2 separate regions of the Mus musculus genome follow, and region 1 is linked to region 2. The links are chromatin contacts, called in public Hi-C maps. All regions are on one chromosome and are shown on one strand. The core of a region is the stretch at or near the end of the contact, and the rest is flanking DNA. Distances in the headings are between cores, read along the strand shown. Region 1 holds the start of Plppr4 (phospholipid phosphatase related 4). Region 2 has its middle 42 kb from the start of 1700061I17Rik.

Region 1 (3,394 bases), core at 666-3,165, 240 kb before region 2:
TTTGTGTGGTAGTTATCTCTCTTCGATTTATCAAGTTTATTTAATTTTCATTCAGCAGTACTTGAAGCACTTGAACAGACTATGTGAGGACATATTCCCTTTTCAAAAAGAGAATGTCTTCATCAGAACTCATCATATAGCTTTGGAAGCATGGTAGTTCCAGACAGCAGGAAGTGATGGGAGGAGATTGGCTCTCCATGAATAGTGGGAAAGGACACTTTAACTCAACTCATCAATTCAGTTTCCTTATCTGAAAATAAAAACTTCAGATGGGTGAAATATTTGGTAAACTATTAAAATAATGATGCATTCTAAAAATGAAATAACATACTGTAAAAGAAAAAAGAAGAGGCTGGAGAGATGGCTAAGCAGTTCAAAGCATTGCCTGCTCTGCTCTTCTAGAGAGCCTAAGTTCAGTTTCTCAGCAATCACATGGTAGCTTACAACTATCTATATAGGGTCCAATAACATTGTGTGGTATGTAGCATATATACAGACAAAGCACTCATATAAGTAAAAGGATAAACCTTTAAAATGGGAGGAGGAGGAAGAGGAGAGAGGGAGAAGAGGAGGAAGGGAGGAGGGGGAAAGGAAGTGGGGAAGAGGGAGAGGAGGAGAAGGAGAAGTAGGGGGATAAGGAAGGAGAAAGGGGAGGGGGAGGAAAGAGGAAGAAGAAAAGAAGAAGGAGGCAGAGGAGGTAGAGGAGGGAACTGAAGATTTGATTTGTGACCATTACTTAGTATGTCAAGAAAAATTTGACAGAGTTTCTAAATTTTGAGCAGAGTCATGAAGTATGTTAGTGATTAACTGTGCAATGTTGATAGAACTGCGTTCATCAACAGAGAGACATAGTAAGTACAAAGGTTTTGGGTCCCCTCACCATCAGAATCAGAAAAACTAGTGCAGTTCATCAGGTAGAATGTCCATCAGGATTCCAGGTAAAATAAAGAGGTGGGGGTGGGGGTGAGGGTTACACATAGTGGGAAGCTTCTAGAAGGGTTAACCAGAGAAATGAAATCAGTAATTGCTTTTCAGAAGTACCTTTGGGCTACTGTGTGAGGGGTAAGGCATGGCTTAAAATTTGTAAGGACTCTTTTTTTTTTCCTGCCAATCAAAACAAGACATGGTAGTGACCCGCGGTGGGGGGGGGGGGGGAGGGAGGGTGAGTACTCTGTTTTGAATAATAATATGGGATAATATAGTCTTTTTCTATAGCTTCTATTCTCTGAGTAAGATAAAGCTAGATGGTTGTGTGGCTTTTGAGAAGTTAGGAGAAGATATGTATGGAACCAAGACCAGCTAAGAAGGACACACTAGGTTTGGAAGGTGGGGGGACTTAAGCCATGGTCCCAAGGTCACGTGTTGTGGTTTTATTCTACTGTATTTAGCTGTTCAGATAAACATCTTATTTACCTGGGGTAGAGTTTCACTGAATAGTATGGTACATGAGCAATTGCACTGCAGGACTCTGAAACCTAATCTTGGCAGAAGGAGTAGAGGCAAGATGCCGCATGGGTAGTAAAATGTGAATGTTATGAATATGGCATCTAGCTTGCCAAAACCCCACTGGAGCAGCAATGGAAAAAGCCAGCTGAAAAGTAGGCTGGGGATTCAAAGTCGTGTGATTGACAGGGAAACTTTGGAAGAGCAAGAAATGACCTAGAACAGATAGGGACAGAAGTGGGTGATATCCCCATGTGTTGCTTTGTGTCCCTTGAGTGCTTCTGCTGTAGCACTTGACACTGATGGTTTGCGAAAAGAATCATAAATGTGAGAGCAACCACGGACCCTGACAACCAGGGCTTGGGCTTAGACTCCAGTGTTTGGAGTCATGCTTCCATAGTTACGGCTGTGATTCCCACAGTGCACTAGGGAATAAGAATGTGGTTAGAATATTTCCTGAGCTTTGGGGCCAGCGATGATGCCCCATTTACCCTTTCTCTTCAGATGCAGGAAATTTTCACTCTGTTCCCCAGCTGATTGGAGCTTTTTCTAGGTGCTTCCCTGGGAGTTACCTCCCTAGAGATCAGCAGGCAGGGCTGTCACGCTTGGGTAGCAGCCAGCTCCCAGTGAATTCCTTCTGTGGCCTACTTGTCCTTATGAAGTCCGAGTTTTAATTTTGCACAGGTAGGAGGTCTCTTTTGCTATGGATAGGGCGGATAACGGTGCTACCATTAGAAAACAGGCTTCTGTTTTCTAGGAAGGCAAGAGGAACCCCAGGTAGGGGACCTTGTGAGACCAGGTGACTTGGCTCCTCAGCCTTGCTTCTACAGAAACCAGGAGTGCTTCCCCCCACTCTTCCCTATTTTTGACGTCAAGCTCAACCAGCCAGCAGAGGAGCCTCACGGCTTGGGCGGTGGAGAGAGAGCCCAGGGAGAGTGGCAGGGAGGGGAAGCCATCTCAGCAACAGCTTGGAGAGGGAGCTGCTATCCCTTGCCCGCAAAACACGGACTAAAGCCAGGCTGAAGAAGACCTGCGGGCTCGGGCTCGGGGATCCGCGGGGTTACTGCAAAGAGGGGCGGGGAAAAGGCGGGGGCGCTGCATGCAGCGCGCTGGTTCCAGCGGTGCCCGCGGGGAATGTGACATCAGCGGCGCCGGGCGCTTGCGGCTGGAGCAGGCAGCTCGCCTCGGTGGCCGCACGGTGCACACCTCGCCCGGGGGAGGACTTGGAGCCCGGCAGGCGGCCGGGATGTCGGCGAAGGAGAGGCCAAAGGGCAAAGTGATCAAGGACAGCGTCACCCTCCTGCCCTGTTTTTATTTCGTTGAGGTGAGTTGGCCCAGCGCCCTGGCATAATGCAGATCTTTCCGGACAGCTCCGGAGCTAATTCGGGTCCTGGGCGGGATTGGTGACCACACCGGAGCACCAAGGGCTTGAGCCACTGCCTTTCCTAAATGCTCGACCCTTTCCCTTTCCTCCCACAGGTTTTTCTCCAGAGCTCCCCTGAGTCTGCCTGTGGACACCTGCCAGCACCGCCTGGTTATCACTAGGGGCGGCTTGCTGGGTGGCCTTCCAGGAAGGGATACCTGTGAGAGTACTGGTCTAGTTTTTGGCCCTGTAGCGCCAGTTGTGCACAGCATATATCAGTGCCCCAGAGGGGCCATGATGCCTGTATTTTGAAATTTGTGTTTTTCAATTTGCTGACTATTTCTAGAACTCTGTGAGCTTTTGGTGGGAATTCAAAAGCATACAGTTTTGCCTAGACTGTAGGACCAGAAATGTTTATGTGGTATTAGGATTATCGGTGGCTTCTATTAACCCCCCTAAACCCGTCTCCTACTACAGTTGCTATGGTACTTCATCTGCTTCTAAAATTGGGTCATTTCTAGATGTCAGTCAACAATCGACTGGCCTTTAGCCATGGTGTGTGTGGGTGTGTGCACAGACACATACATA
Region 2 (3,351 bases), core at 363-2,862:
AAGCAACTATTCCTGAAAAATGCAATGCTCAGGGCTGGGTAAATGGCTCAGTCAATAAAGTGCTTACTGCACAATCATGAAGATGTGACTTTGACCCTCAGCATGAACACTGCAAAAAGTCACGAAGTGGTGGGACAGAAACGATTCAGCAGTTAGGAGCACCTACTGCTTTGGCAGACGGCCCAAGTTAGGTTCCCAGCGCCCATATCAAGTGGCTTGCAATAATCATCCCTAACCCTAGTTCCAAGGGATCTGGTGCCACCTTTTGGCCCCTGTAGATATCAGCACTCATAGGCCCATACACAGAAAGCCAGAAAGCCTGCATGTGCGCACGCACACGCGCGCACACACACACACACACACACACACACACACACACACACACTAAAAATAAAATTTAAAATACAATCTTTAAAAGCCAAGTGCAGCAGGATATGCTTGTAATTACAACAGTGGATAAGTGGAAATAGATTTTCTGGTCGGTCAATCTAACTCAGTTAGAAAGCACCAGGTTCGGGGGAGACAATGTTTCAAGTAAAAATAAAAACCTGTCTGTCTGTCTGTCTATCTGTCTGTCTTGGAAAGGACTACTAATGCTGTGATGAAACACCATGACAAAAATCAAGTCGGAGAGGGATTATACTTCCACACCACTGTTCATCATCAAAGGATGCCAAGACAGGAAAATGGGGCAGGAAGCTGGAGGCTGGAGCTGATGCAGAGGTTGTGAAGGAGTGCGGCTTACTGGCTTGCTTTCTTGTAGAATCCAGGAACACCTGGCCATGAATCACCCCACTCATAATGGGCTGCACCCTCTGCCATCAATAATTCATTAAGAAAACGCCCTACTGGCTTGCCTATAGCCTGATTTTATGGAGACATTTTCTTAATTGAGGTTGCCTCCTCTCAGATGACGTTAGCTTGTGTCAAATTGACATAAAACTACTCATCATATATATCTCTATCTGTCTGTCTGCCTGCCTGTCCCTGAACTGCTTGTTTCCTAGGCATAGACTAAGCATATCACAGACATTTTCTCCCATAATCCCAAAACACTCCTGTAATTATGGTCATCCTCATTGTGTAGATGAGGAAATGAGGCTTAAAGAAATTAATCGGCTTGCCCAAGTTCATGCCGCCAGTGAGGATGGAAACAAGGCCAAAAGCAGGTATTTCTGGAACTAAACTGCATGTTCTTAACCGGTTTTCCTGATGGTGTTCTCATCACTAATTAGTAGTTTCATGTTTGGAAGCTGCCGTTGGTCCTGGCCTTCCTTGTGCATTCTATGCTGCCACCATCTGGTTTCTTTTGAGAAGTTCAGGCTTTTCCTCTGCAGTTATTCTCAGACTCATTGGAATCCTGCATTCCCTTGAAGAGAGGGCTGCAATGTGTGTGGATTCGGTGTACGTGACTTAAAAATCTCCAGCCTTGTCAGTATATTCCCTATTACACCAGTGTGATGTGTTAGGGCCACTGAGATTTGAATAAAAATTAACTCAGTGACCAAATTGTGCTAACAAAAGACAAATTCAAAGCCAGACAGCCATGGTGTGGAAAGGCTGCTGGAGGCAGGGCAACCCTGAATGCAGGGAGTAGAGGGAGCGTCATGCACATTCTCTGCTGTTGATGAGGAGATGCTGGACTTAGTCAGGACAGAAGAGCTGAGAAGGAGACGCAGGCTCCAAGGCAGCGGATTTTCAACCTTCCTAATGCTAGCAAGCAGGATATCTGATATGCAACCCCCCCCCAGGGGGTGATGACCTCCAAGTTCACGACCGCTGTCTGAGGTCACAGGGAAGACATTCAGAAGAGTCAGGAAGGAGCCAGTAGAGATTCGTTCCTTAGTCATTTGCTTGCGAAGGCTTACAACCACAACCTTATGAAAAATGAAACACCTTCGCATGTGTAACAATGATAATAGATCCTTTGCCAATGCCTTGCTGACATCCGGTTTCTTCTGCTAGTCTTCATGCCCCAGGGTGTATGAAGCCTGGTTTTCCCTGTATGGGAGGTAAGAGCAAGACAGAAGCGTGTTTCATCTCTATGGCAAAGTGAGGCAACATCTGATGTAGAATGGGCAAAGGTCGGCAGTTGGAAGCTCTACATTGTACTCTGACCTCTCTGCCCTCTGAGGGTTTGGGAGCCTTGAAGCTGGCCGACCTGCCAGAGCTATACAGTTCATGCACCTTGAATCTCTTGTTTGAGAGCATAGCCATAACACTTATCGAGATTCTTAGAACAACAAGACATGTGTTTAATGCCTGCTCAACTTCCCAGCACTACATTTATTACTTCAATCAGGATGACTGCCTTTTCAAGACCAACCCTGGGCTGCAGAGTGAGACCGTATTTCCAAAACAAGCAACTCCAAAACCACCAAATCTGTTGTGTTGTTTCACTAACTTGCACAAGGATGCTATAAAGTGTAGATTCAGCCCTCCCCCTAGTACTACATAACCGACAAATGATCTAACTCATCAGTCCTTGTGAACATGCTAAGAAGGTAGAGTCTGTCACTAGGCCTGAGAAGCTGAACAGCATTCAAGGTCAAACAGAACTGTGAAGCTGTCAGGTTTCATCTAGTCCCAAAAGCTATTAACCACACTGCACTCTGACACTTGTTCAATACCTGGGTGCCTCCCACACCTTATACATGCAGGTGCACATGTGTGACTGCCCTGGGTGCCTCCCACACCTTATACATGCAGGTGCACATGTGTGACTGCCCTGGGTGCCTCCCACACCTTATACATGCAGGTGCACATGTGTGACTGCCCTGGGTGCCTCCCACACCTTATACATGCAGGTGCACATGTGTGACTGCCCTGGGTGCCTCCCACACCTTATACATGCAGGTGCACATGTGTGACTGCCCTGGGTGCCTCCCACACCTTATACATGCAGGTGCACATGTGTGACTGCCCTGGGTGCCTCCCACACCTTATACATGCAGGTGCACATGTGTGACTGCCTTGGGTACCTCCCACACCTTATACATGCAGGTGCACATGTGTGACTGCCCTGGGTGCCTCCCACACCTTATCCACGCAGGTGCACATGTGTGACTGCACAGTCCTGTGTCTGCCCCTTACTCGGCAGTGGTCTGGCAGGAGGAAGAGATTCAGAGTTCATATGATCAGAAGCCCATCATTCAGTGCCCACTCTAACACCCCCTCCCCCTTCTGTCTACCTGACGAGGAGGAAAGTTTAACACAAGATGACAACGAAACTGACGAGCGGGAAGTTTCAATTACCAGCGTCTGGGATGCGTAGAGTCTCTCGGAAGAGACAGGATTGGTCTTTGAGTTTCTATAGTGATGGTTGTGAATGTTTCAACTAGCCATGGTTGT

The links. Hi-C and Micro-C count contacts between places; a contact is called where the count stands out from the background.
Region 1: a contact with region 2 is called in a Hi-C map of cortical neurons, with 2.9 times the contacts expected there. The contact joins the promoter of Plppr4 here to the enhancer-like site in region 2. A contact is called at or near these places in 7 of 39 promoter capture datasets (cranial neural crest, embryonic stem cells, liver and 2 more), 5 of 484 Hi-C or Micro-C datasets (bone marrow-derived dendritic cells, cerebral cortex, cortical neurons and 2 more), 3 of 115 datasets of contacts at active chromatin or transcription factors (bone marrow-derived dendritic cells, bone marrow-derived macrophages and forebrain) and 4 of 9 other capture datasets (embryonic stem cells, liver, macrophages and 1 more).

What each region holds. Positions count from the first base shown.
Region 1 is chr3:117,359,397-117,362,790 of GRCm38.p6, reverse strand. It overlaps Plppr4 (phospholipid phosphatase related 4), which reads left to right and starts at 1,915. Exons shown (of 7, transcript NM_177664.5): 1 at 1,915-2,767. The coding sequence starts at 2,543.
Region 2 is chr3:117,118,527-117,121,877 of GRCm38.p6, reverse strand. No RefSeq gene overlaps it. Among named protein-coding and RNA genes, the nearest start is that of 1700061I17Rik, 42 kb to the right of the region's middle. Within about 2 kb of position 1,612, at least 14 of the 459 cell types and tissues checked have an H3K27ac peak or open chromatin away from gene starts, as enhancers often do. A contact at or near this core is called in cortical neurons, where this site is marked.